3 separate regions of the Mus musculus genome follow, and all the other regions are linked to region 2. A link is a contact called in public Hi-C and HiChIP or PLAC-seq data. All regions are on one chromosome and are shown on one strand. Each heading gives the region's core, a stretch centred on a gene start, on an enhancer-like site or on the middle of the called end of the contact. The rest is flanking DNA. Distances are from core to core; before and after follow the strand shown.

What was found. HiChIP or PLAC-seq counts read pairs in DNA pulled down with a chosen protein or histone mark. Hi-C and Micro-C count contacts between places; a contact is called where the count stands out from the background.
Region 1: a Hi-C map of the C2C12 cell line shows a contact between it and region 2, with 4 times the contacts expected there. The contact joins two enhancer-like sites. A contact is called at or near these places in 1 of 39 promoter capture datasets (the 3T3-L1 cell line), 1 of 15 datasets of contacts at CTCF or cohesin (the NIH/3T3 cell line), 5 of 484 Hi-C or Micro-C datasets (the C2C12 cell line, adipose-derived mesenchymal stem cells, embryonic fibroblasts and 1 more) and 1 of 115 datasets of contacts at active chromatin or transcription factors (fibro-adipogenic progenitors).
Region 3: a contact with region 2 is called in a CTCF HiChIP or PLAC-seq map of the NIH/3T3 cell line, with 12 read pairs. The contact joins two enhancer-like sites. A contact is called at or near these places in 1 of 15 datasets of contacts at CTCF or cohesin (the NIH/3T3 cell line), 3 of 484 Hi-C or Micro-C datasets (3T3-L1-derived adipocytes, embryonic fibroblasts and embryonic stem cells) and 1 of 115 datasets of contacts at active chromatin or transcription factors (fibro-adipogenic progenitors).

What each region holds. Positions count from the first base shown.
Region 1 is chr17:14,902,476-14,906,392 of GRCm38.p6, reverse strand. It overlaps Wdr27 (WD repeat domain 27), which reads left to right. Exons shown (of 25, transcript NM_175173.3): 18 at 2,835-2,956. Among named protein-coding and RNA genes, the nearest start is that of Wdr27, 39 kb to the left of the region's middle. Within about 2 kb of position 1,657, at least 30 of the 459 cell types and tissues checked have an H3K27ac peak or open chromatin away from gene starts, as enhancers often do. A contact at or near this core is called in the C2C12 cell line, where this site is marked.
Region 2 is chr17:14,733,979-14,737,548 of GRCm38.p6, reverse strand. No RefSeq gene overlaps it. Among named protein-coding and RNA genes, the nearest start is that of Thbs2, 42 kb to the right of the region's middle. Within about 2 kb of position 1,863, at least 42 of the 459 cell types and tissues checked have an H3K27ac peak or open chromatin away from gene starts, as enhancers often do. A contact at or near this core is called in the C2C12 cell line and the NIH/3T3 cell line, where this site is marked.
Region 3 is chr17:14,880,681-14,884,474 of GRCm38.p6, reverse strand. Wdr27 (WD repeat domain 27) reads left to right here. Exons shown (of 25, transcript NM_175173.3): 22 at 760-857. Among named protein-coding and RNA genes, the nearest start is that of Wdr27, 61 kb to the left of the region's middle. Within about 2 kb of position 1,919, at least 7 of the 459 cell types and tissues checked have an H3K27ac peak or open chromatin away from gene starts, as enhancers often do. A contact at or near this core is called in the NIH/3T3 cell line, where this site is marked.

The DNA of each region.
Region 1 (3,917 bases), core at 408-2,907, 170 kb before region 2:
TTTGTGGATGGGCCTTAAATCCAATCAGAATATAGTTTATCACTATTATATTCACACCATTATTACAATAGCCGTGTCCTGTCAGGCTGATGGCAGCATTCAGAGTTTGCAGCCAGGTATGACTTATGATAACTTCTCTGTGGTAGAATGCACAGCACCGCCCAGTACTATGGAAGCCAGCCAGAAGGGATGAAGCCTCAGGTTCTAACCAGCTTCATTTCTTTATAGTCTGTGACCCAAGCATGTGTGTTTCTATCAATAGGGTCTTACCGTCAGTCTCTGGATGGTAGCCAATAACATTGGCAATGGCCTGTAATATTCGGAGTTCTGTGGGACCCCAGTGGCCAGTAAGTCCAAAAGTGGTAATCATTCTGGACTCTGGGCTTTTCATTTGTTAGCCTATGGTATCTAGGAGGGGTTTGCCACCCCATTATAGAGTAACTCCATTTAAATTCTTCTTATATATGTAGTATACATTTTAAGTATACTTACTTTTACAGTGGTAGGCTTCCATGTGACTTTTTCAAAAGTTCTTCAGTGTTAGTCACCCCTCATGTTCCGTCCTCTACTCTTTGTTCCCAGCCTCTACCCCATTTAACCTTCCCTTTCCCATTACTGGCCGTCACCTCTTTATACCATCCCCCCTCTCTCTTTTTGTTTTGTTTTTCGAGACAGGGTTTCTCTGTATAGCCCTGGCTGTCCTGGAATTCACACTGTAGACTAGGCTGGTCTTGAACTCAGAAATCTGCCTGCCTCTGCCTCCCAAGTGCTGGGATTAAAGGCGTGCGCCACCACTGCCCGGCTCTTTATACCATTCCATTTGCTCTTTGCTCCCTTGAAAGCCCCACCCCAGGGTCCCTTACTAATTTTCTGAATTCCATAGGAATTCCAGATGAAACACACATATCGGAAGACTCAAAGATAACACCTATGGATTTGAGAAAACATGCAAAGTTGGTGTTTCTGAGTCTGGGTTACTACTCTCAGGATGGTTGTTTCCACCCATATCCGTTTACCTGGGGATTTCATAATTGTGCTTTTCTTAAGGGCTGAATAGCGTAGGAAATAAATATCCTATGTCTTCATTGTACATAGATGAGTTGATAGACACACAGGCTGTTTCCATATTCTGACTGTTGTGACTAGAGCCAATTGTGAACATGGAGGAGCAACCGTCTCTACAGTAGGATATAGAGTCCTTTGGGTATGCAGTGCTAGAGCTGGATCATGTGATAGTCTTTTTCCAGCTGTTTGACCAGCTTCCACACAGATTTTCACAGTGCTCCACGTTGTGTTCCCACAGTAGTGAGTAAATGTTTTTTTGCACATTTGAGAGGTCCTTTGTTCTTTTGTGGAAAATGCCAGAACTTGACACAAGAGGGCAGCAAAGGCATTTGGCATAATTTTTCTGCTTGGTAACTTTTTGCTGTTTTGAGGTCCCATTTCAGAGTGGCATTCTACTTACAGTACTTTCTGGCTTTCCAGTTCTATTTTGGTGGCTTTCTGGCCAGTGTGCTCTGGTGATACTGATTCACTGAATGCCCTTTCAATTGCAGTGTGCAAGTTCCCGTGCAGAGAGCAGCCTGGGTGGGAGGTTCCTGTTAGATTCTTGTCAAAGTTGTGGTTCCTTACGCTGCAGAGTGTACCACAGGGCACCTTGGGGTGGAATGTGATGGTTCAGCGTGTCTCGGGTCACTGGTGTTCTCCGTTTGCCTGACACTGTGCAGCCTCCAGTTCTCCTGTCTACCTGTTTCCATTGGCTCGCCCAGGAGAGAGCCCATGATGCTGTCTCCAAGTGTCTGCTTCCATGAATCCTTGGGCTCTTGGGTCTCTCGGAAACTCAGGTAGCTGTGGTTTCAAGTTTGCTTTATAGAGACTGTAAGGGCAAAGGTGAGATTAGGAGACAGCACGTTCCTTGTCAGAAGGAGATTGAGGAGTAGGGACCGCATAGCTGAAGGTCAGTCCCACCTGCCTGTGGGCTCCCTAGCAGGCGGTATGCTAGCACCTGTATAAGCCAGCATCCAAAGCAGCCATTGGCCAGAGCAGATGATCAGAGCATGTCCAAGCATCCTTAGTGAGTTCTCCTGTTTTCTCCCTTTGAAACTAAAAGAAAAGGCTTATTTATACTGATAGATCATCACAGGGTCCCGAGATCTCTGTACGATCTTTTAGAACACTGCTTGTTATACTGTGGTATTAGAACTTCCTCTGATCTGGGCACATGAAGTCAGAACTTTAAGAAATGTGAGATCTTAGAGAGGCCTCCTCTCCAACCCTCATCAGTAGGCCTTTATGTACGGAGAATCTTTTATAAGCACTACCTGTCAATAAAAGAGCTAATGGCCAGTGAGCTGAGGCAAGAAATAGGAGGCAGAGCACAGCAGGAAGAGAGAGGATCCTGGGAAATAGTAAGACAGATATAAACCAGCAGGTAAATGAACTCAGGGAAATGCCGAGAGATGCTGAGGAGACACAAAGGAAGAAGCAGGCTGGGACCAAAGGGGTTGGGGTAACTAGCTAAATGGTAGACAGAATAGTTTAAATGGTTAAATATGTTATGAGCTAGTCAGGAAATAAGCCAAAGCTTATGGCCTAGGATTTCATAATAAATAATTAGTTTCAGATTCACCATTCCAGGAGCAGGGGCAAGGAAAGAAGAAAAACCTGAATTTTCTTTTTAAAACACCTTTAATGCAAGGTTATCTGATGATGTGATTGGTCTTTTAGCCTGGCAGCAAGAAACTGCTTCCCTTATTCCTTGAGAAGCAGCAGCTCTGGCCTGTTCTTATACAGACAGACATTCTACTTGGTTTCCCTTTTTCCTGAATACCCAGGTCATGATGGAGCTGTGAGCACTATCTGCTGGAGCCATGACAAGAGGTGGCTGCTGTCTACAGGCCGAGACCGGACACTGAGGGTGTGGTCAGTTCACAGGACAGAACTCATGCTGCTTTTGGTAATGTGTACGTGAGCACCTGTGCCATGGTGGTCAGTGACATCAGACAAAGTTCTTAGTGACCCTGAGCTATAGATGGTAACAGCTGTCAGCCCTCTTTAGGGGAGACCAGCAATAGATCCAGACTGCTTAGTGACCCTGAGCTATGGACTGTCACAGCTGGCAGTCTCTCTTTGGGGAACACCAACAACAGATATAATGAGGATCTGTTTTACTACAGTGGATACACAGTGGTGGGTCAGTTTCTTATTCACATATGAAGTACATGCATATTTAACACGTAGTAACACACTCTTGGTGTGTGGTATGTCTATTGACATACATTAAATATATATTTACATTTGTTATGGTGTAAAAATAGCAAAATGCCCACAGTAAAGCACAGCTAACTTTGTTAGTTTCTTGTTATATCGCAGAGGTAATAATGATGGTCTGGAGGATTCTATGAAGGAGCGTAGTGACTGGCTTAAAGGAATCCTGTAAGGTTTTTTGGAAATAGAGTGAGAAAGGAGAGACAGGGCATGGACTCTCACTAGTAAGGCGGAAAGAAGAGAGGATGCTAAGAGAGAAGCCTTGCTTCTTCTCATGAATCATGACCTTATGAACTGCAAACATAACCCACAAGTGGTGAACATTTCAGAAATGTCAGTCAGAGCCTGAGTCTGGATGTTTTGACTTATACTATTTAAACTTAACAGTATATGATAGTGATAGAAATTGTACATTGAAGCCTGACCTTTTCTTGGCTTAGAGACCTAAGAATGCAATACTTTCTGGTAAGGCTGGGCTGGGCTGCACATGCTCAGTTGGTCTCATGACCCACGCTCTGCAGGGTCTGGATGCTGAGTGGAGATGCTGCATGGTTGGCTAGGCATTGAATTATCAGTGGCCACAGGCAGGCGTTCTCTTACAGGACACCTCTGGAGAGGGCAGAGGGCAGATGGGCTGGTCAGGGTCAGTG
Region 2 (3,570 bases), core at 614-3,113:
GTATCAATTTCTCCCAAACAGACAGACAGCAGCTACCGGAATAAGGACAAACAGACAGCAGCTACTGGAGTAAGGATGGTCTTGAGGAAGCTGTTGCTTTTCTGTGAAGATCATCATCAGAGGCAGGGAGGAAGGGCCTCTTCCTCTTTGTTTGACTTCACTAGTAATCAGGGATGGACTGTTGTGCTGGTCAGGGCCTGCAGGAAGGCACTGGAGTGTGTATGTGTGTGTGTGTGTGTGTGTGTGTAAACAATTATGTATAAAATGCAAGTGTGAATGGCTGTAGTGCATTTGCTTCTGTGTGCGTATGTGTGTATGTGTGTGCACTGCTCCAAGCATGATGTGTGTGTGCATTGCTCTAAGCATGCCGGCAACTCTTCTAAGAATCTAGTCACCATGTCTACCTGACCTCAGGTTAGGGCAAATGAAGCTTTGAATGAAGCTAAAACATCAAAACCATCCCCTGTGTTAACCACCAGCTTTCCCTGCCTCTACTCACCTGAGGGAGATGAGTATCTTTCTTAATACTGACAGGATTTTCTACAACTCTCTAACTTTCTGTATTTGGTTTTAGGTCTTGTGTTTGTACCTTTGGGAAACCAAGCAGGGCTCCATAGTGACTTGTAGCCTTACTTAATACAGTGTTTTAAACCATCTCACAATGACATTGTAAACAGAGTTCTTTTGCTATTAGTCCCTGGGAGAAATATCTAACTCTGGGTATCTCAGAGGACTCCCAGGATGTCTCAAAGTAGTTAACATGCTTACCTTTCTAGTACTGAGTGGCTCAGAGAGTCCTTGTGAAAGTTGCAACCAACTAGACATACACCATGTGGTGAGCCAGAGGCCGTTCTGCACTTCTGTAAGTATCCAAGTTGTGTTTAATGAGCCTAAATTAACTTGGTCTTGCTGTGATGATCTCTGGCAGAAATGAGGACAGTTATAAAGAAAATACTATACTCCCTTTGGGAACTTCAGAGTTCTTGGTGATGCTATTTCCTGGTTCTATTGCTTCTCTATGGTGCCAGCATCTGTAGATTGAGGAGCGCCTAAAGCCCTGCATAATGGGGCTGGACAGCTGAGTGGCATCTGTCATGGCTACAGGCACTGAAGGAGCTTTCAAAGACAGGCTTCCTCAGCCAGAGCCCTTCAAACTGTAGCCGGGAAGATGGCTCTGGGATCACACCTTGGACCCTTGACTCATATCCTCTGTACTCACAGATGCCCATAGTTTTCTCCCAGGGACTAATATCTAACTGTCTGTTGTTTCTATCATTTGGCTGCTGAGGCCTGGATGGCAGCAAAGCCTCCGGTATCTAGAAGGAATCTTCCGAGTTCCTCCTGTAACCTCTGCTGCCCTGTACGCTGTCCCCGTTCTCCCATGCAGATTTGTAGTTACCGTAACAGGCAGCAGGCTAGATAGCGGAAGGAACAACACAAGGCTTTCTCTGTGGCCTGGTATGCCTTGTGAGTCTCACTTAGAGACAGAGACAAAGCAGCCATGCTGGTGACTGAGTGGCTCCTATACTGTCCTCTTGGTCAGTAGGTCAAGACTCAGAGGGAATTTCTGAGACTGGATTGGAAAAACAGGTCAGCAGGATGCCCCAGTCTCGGCTGGTTCTGTGAACCCTGACACTGTCAAATGTGAACTTAGAGGCATCTCACAATTGAATAATTGTGAATCATGATTTAGCCAATGAGCTGATCCTGGCCATGTGGCAGGCCATGGCAGCGTGGAGCAGACTGCCAGTGGTGGCAATCAGTTCTTTTTCTCCTGTGCTTTTGTACCCGGCCTGAGAAGCCCGGGAATCAGAGGCCATAACCTCCTTCTGGCCTTAGCACAAATCTGGAAGGAGATTATGAGTCAAATCATGAATCACCCTTCGCTCATACAAACTCTTAAGTTTTATTTGGTGTCATTCCTCCTTTAACAGTTATAACCCAGCTGTTTTTTATAGGCGACTGTATGAATATATCTCATATGGGGCTTTATCTCACTCTACAGAGATCAGGTAGTGAGCTCCACTTTATCCCAGTTCAGCACATGCTGGGACTGCAGTGTTTCACTAGTGTTTCCTGATCTCACGGTGAGATAAACATACCCAGAGCCCAACTTCTTAGTTAACACGCCGTAATGCAGCTGTCATGACCCAGTTGCTAATTCTGCTTTTCTACTGATCTTTTTAAAAGCAGAGTATGAGCCTTATTCACCTCTTCGTAACATGACCACTTGGCTACCCACCCAACATGGACTAGGTTCTGATACGTGTTTCATTCTAGAGTTTAAACCATCATCTATTATTCAATCCCTCCTTTGGGAACTTTGCTACATGGAAAAAAGAAACCCACACAACCTACACTACCATGGGGAGAGAAATCCTGCCATGCCTGTTTCTCCAAGTGTCAGAACTCTTTATTCTTTAATAGTTTACACTATAGGGATATACTTCTTACACACACACACACACAAACACATGACACACACACAGTCACAGATACATAGATAAGTGCCTATACACACATACATACACAGAAACACATTTAAAAACACACACCCCACACTTACACAATCACAGATATATAGATAGGCACACACATACACTTTTAGCACATGCACACATATAAACACTTTTGAGCACACACACATACACGTGCACTGCACATTTACACACACAGACACAGATACATAGATAGTTGCATATACACACTTTGAGCACACACACACATACTCCACACTTATACAGTAACAGATACAGATAGGTGCATACATACACTGTTAGCACACACACATAAAGAAACTCATTTGAACATTACACACACACACACACACACATACACACACATGCACGCACATACATGGACATACATGAATAGGCCAGTCACAAAGCAATGTTCCCTCTGGAGGATTTGGACTTAGGTCAGGGACCAGGCTGTGACTTTAAGGCAGCTGGTGCTCAGTGTCTGTCTTCTCCTTCTCAGACTTATTGTTTGCCTTACGAGTTACACTACTGAGAACCTATGTCACGTCGCTTAGTTTTAGGAAGCTGCTAGGCAATAGTTCCCTAGGATAAAAAGCCACAAAAATCTTTTTCAGTTCTACTTTTAATATTTCTTTGTGTGTGGTAAGGATCTGAAGAGCATGTGTGTGTTTATAAAACCCAGTGAATATCTCCGCTGGGCTCTCAGTGGGATTTCTTTGATGAGGCTCCATTCACTAACTGTCAGAGCCTGTATCTGAGTTGGGTCTCATCCCTTCAGCAGGAGGCAATGATACGGAATGTTTTTCTGGGTTTTTCAATAACACTCTTGCATCAGGCTGAGAGCTTGTTTGCAGCTTCGAAGCCTGTAGGAAGAGGCGCCCGTCGGTTGTTCCCACACGCATGTCTGTCTCCTGAAATCATCCTCTGGAGTGCCACACAGGAAACAGATTGAGTTTAAACGTTGGTTTTTATCTTTTTGGAAATTTCACAGAAAAGCCTACGTCTACAGTCTGAGTCACTCCTTTGGGAGATCAAAGCAGAATGCGTTTGGTTAATGTGACAATGGAAACAGAAAATGGAAGACAGGTTG
Region 3 (3,794 bases), core at 670-3,169, 150 kb before region 2:
GCTCTTCGTGCCATGGGTGGCATCCAGATAATTTATTGAATAAAGATTATGATCAATATGTGCTGTTTTGCAAACATGTTGGTGAGAAAACATGCTGGTGTACAGACATGCTGGTGTGTAAACATGCTGGTGTGCAAATTTACTGGTGTGTAAATATGATGGTGTGCAAATATCTTAGTCTTTTATCTGTTGCTGTTTTCTAGTTCTGTGGTTCTCAGTGGCATTGAGTGTGGTAAGCACGCAGTCGATATTAAGGTTAGAGTGTTCTTGCTTAGTTACCCTGCTAGCTGGCGTTGTTCAGCCTGGGGTTGTATTCTGAGAATCACATCATTAGTCACAGAGCACAGTTACGTAGGCTGAGATACTTGACATCAACCTTGTTGCACGTGCACTCTGTTATCTACATAGGTGGTTGTGCTATTCATGGCTACATGGAAGGTTTAAGTCCTACTCTAAAGCTATCAATTTAAGAAAGGTTATGTTGACTTCTGGGTTTAGATTCCAGTATTGTTAGGTGTCAGTAGTCTTTACAAGTTTATCTTAGGGTCTGGGAGATGGCTTACCAGGTAAAGGTGCTTGAGGTTAAGCCTGAGGAAGATGTGAGTCTGATCCCAAGGCCCTGCATGGTGGAGAAAGAGAACCAACTCCTGCCAGGTATCAGAGGGATGACTATACATGCACTGTGGCGTGCGTCCCCTCCCAAATTAAGTAAGATGTTCAGAAAGCTCTTACCTTTTGATTTTCCCTATCTGATTACAGGGATCATCCTTTGTAGCCCAGCATTCCCTGGCATATAATCTTTTCCTGACGGCAGCTGTTGGTGATGGGATTCGACTGTGGGACTTGAGGAACTTGAGGTAAGGCCAGCCTGCATCACGGCACTGCCCTGAGGGAAATTGGAGCTGAGCTGGGGATGCAACCTGACCCTTGTTACAGAGAACACAAGGCTGTGACTAGTCTCTAAGCTCTGGAGAAGACTGCCTCCTATACAGATTTGACGCAGTCACTTTGGGATGGTGGAGCATGGGTGCTAGTCTGTTCTCTGAGGGCCACCACATGCAGCTTCTGAGAGTCAGAGATGTGAGAGGTGGCGATTACACTATAGCTACAGCCATGCCAGACCCGGATGTGGTACTTGCTAAGTTGGAGGTACTCAGTCCTCTTATTAGAGTCCTACACCTCCCCTAAAGCTGTGGGCTCTTTCTCTATATCATTTGGGATTTTATAAAATCGGTTTGAAAAATTTATAATATCCAGAAAATGCTTATTTAACATTTCTCCTACATAAAGGTGAATTCACCCTTAGTTTTGTCATCTGTAGGAATTTATTAATTTTGAAAAAAAAAGAGTTTAAATTATTTTAAAGATCCCTTAACTCTATACCATTTAATAATTCTCAATATGAAGTTTTTTTCAAGGATGTAGTTCAGTGGTAGAGTGTCTAGGATGGAAAAAGTTGTGGGTTTGAGTCTCAGCACATACATAGACATCCAAGAAAGCTTTGGTTTTGTAGATAGTAGCTTGTTGATTTTGTAAAGGGAGATGTGTTGGTATTTTTTAATTTGTCTTAAGCTGTAGCAAGCACTTTCTGCCCAGCTGTTTCTCTGTCCCCTTGCAGGTGTGTGCGCTGCTTTGAGGGGCATCCAAACCGCTCTTACCCTTGTGGAGTTGCTTTTAGTCCTTGTGGAAGGCTCATGGCTTGTGGTGCGGAGGACAGACATGTATGTATGTGTGCCTGCTCTGTAGGGTTTCTAGGTGGTGGTATCAAAAAGACCTTGAGCCCCATTGAGTACTGGGATAAAAATCTGTTTCATGTCTGACAGTATTTGAAGGCAGTTACCCAGCATTAGAAGTCCATAATAGTAAGCTGTGATTGCGAACGGCTCATTTTTACTGAGTCACAATACACTCTCACATGTATCACTCATTTCTCCATGTATTAGTCATCCCAGACATGGGTACATGCTCCATGAACGACTGTAATGTGTGGTGTAGGAGCGACAAGGTGATGGCATCAAGTGTTACACTTCAGTGCAGCTCATGTGTAACAAGGCATTCCCTGTCTCAGAGAACTGCATGCTTCTCCCTGTGTAGTTGCCTCTCTTCCTCTCCACCTTTCCTCTATGCCAGATCCATATCTCCTGCAGATTGGGAACTCAGAGATCTTAGAGTGTCCCAGGACTGTGCAACACATTGCCACATAGCTGGAGGCTAAGCCCACAGAGGAGGCCAGCTCTCTCATGAGACCTCTCATAGTTTCCTTGGCTGGAAACTATGCTGCCCCTCCCTCCTCCTCCACTGTGTGCCTCAAATTGCTTTATCTGAAAGGTCACTTGATGGTCACTTGTCTCCTATAAAGTGTCCTCATAAAGTTCCATATTGAGGGTCACATGAGGCACCAAGATGGTGGTACCTAAGCAAGAACCTGGGTCTGAGCTGAGGGATGCTTATGAGGTACTGGTGCAGGGTAGTGCAGGTGCCAGCATTCCTGGTTCTAACCCAGCCCCTAACATAGTCTCCAAAACATGCTCAGGCTCCCATGGGAGAAGAAAGAGACTACTGTCAGCAAGCAGGACAGAACATCAGGATGGCAAGATACGTGCATTTCTTCTTGAGGAGATGCAAATTAAGATCAATGATCACTGAAATCATGGAGAAAAAAAAAAAAGAACAGCTTAGAAAAGACACAACATAAGTAAAGGCACTTTATCCACCATTCATTAGTGTCTCTGGAATACAGCCAAACTAGTTTCAAAACAATGGCAAACTTTACTAGGAAGCTTTGAAGACTTATGCATCATTGACTATACTTTTGTTTGAGGTTACCATCATTTCTTACAAGCCCTTTGTGATTGACACTTTGCATTCAAGTAACATAAGCAAAGAAAAGTGTTTTTCTGAGACGGTCCCTGGTTGACTTCCTATGTGGTGTTTTATATCCTAGCGCTGTGGCTTTTTACAGAAACGAGTGTTTGGCAGTTAAGCAGCACAGGATCCCACTGTCACAGAAAGGAAGGGATCCAGCGCATTGGTTGTTCTTTTATCACGTTAGAATGGAGTGATGGTCATTGTTCTGCTTTTCAGACAGCATTTAGAGCAGCAATGCTAAACCTGTAGGCTGAAAGATATCTTGCATATCAGGTATTTGTGTTACAGTTCATAACTAGCAAAATTACAGTTATGAAGTAGTAACAAAATAATTTGTGGTTAAGGGGTCACTACAATATGAGGAACCATATTAAAGGGTCATAGCATTAGGAAGGTTGAGAATCAACCTTCAAATCAGTGGATTTGTAGTCTTTTATTATGTATATCTGTATGTTCTATATGAAAAAACATATGCAAAAACCGTGCCTGAAGATTAACAAAAGAATCACTGGAGGTTTAAGTGAGAAGAATGGACTTTTTTTTTTTTTTCAATAAGGACAAGAGCATTGGCCAAAGAGTAAAAAGTAACTCTGTATTTCTTTCTTTTCTTTTTTTTTTGATTTATTATTATATCTAATTACACTGTATCTGTCTTCAGACACACCAGAAGAGGGCATTAGATCTCATTACAGATGGTTGTGAGCCACCATGTGGTTGCTGGGATTTGAATTCAGGACCTTCGGAAGAGCGGTTGGTGCTCTTACCCGCTGAGCCATCTCTGTATACAGCCCCAACTCTGTATTTCTTTCACCTGGTATATAGCAGATACTCAGTAATACATAAATGTAAAGCAAGTATATATCTTTTTACTTGTAAATTGTCCTCACTGAACAATTTAAACATTTACCACATCTGTTTGTGATGTA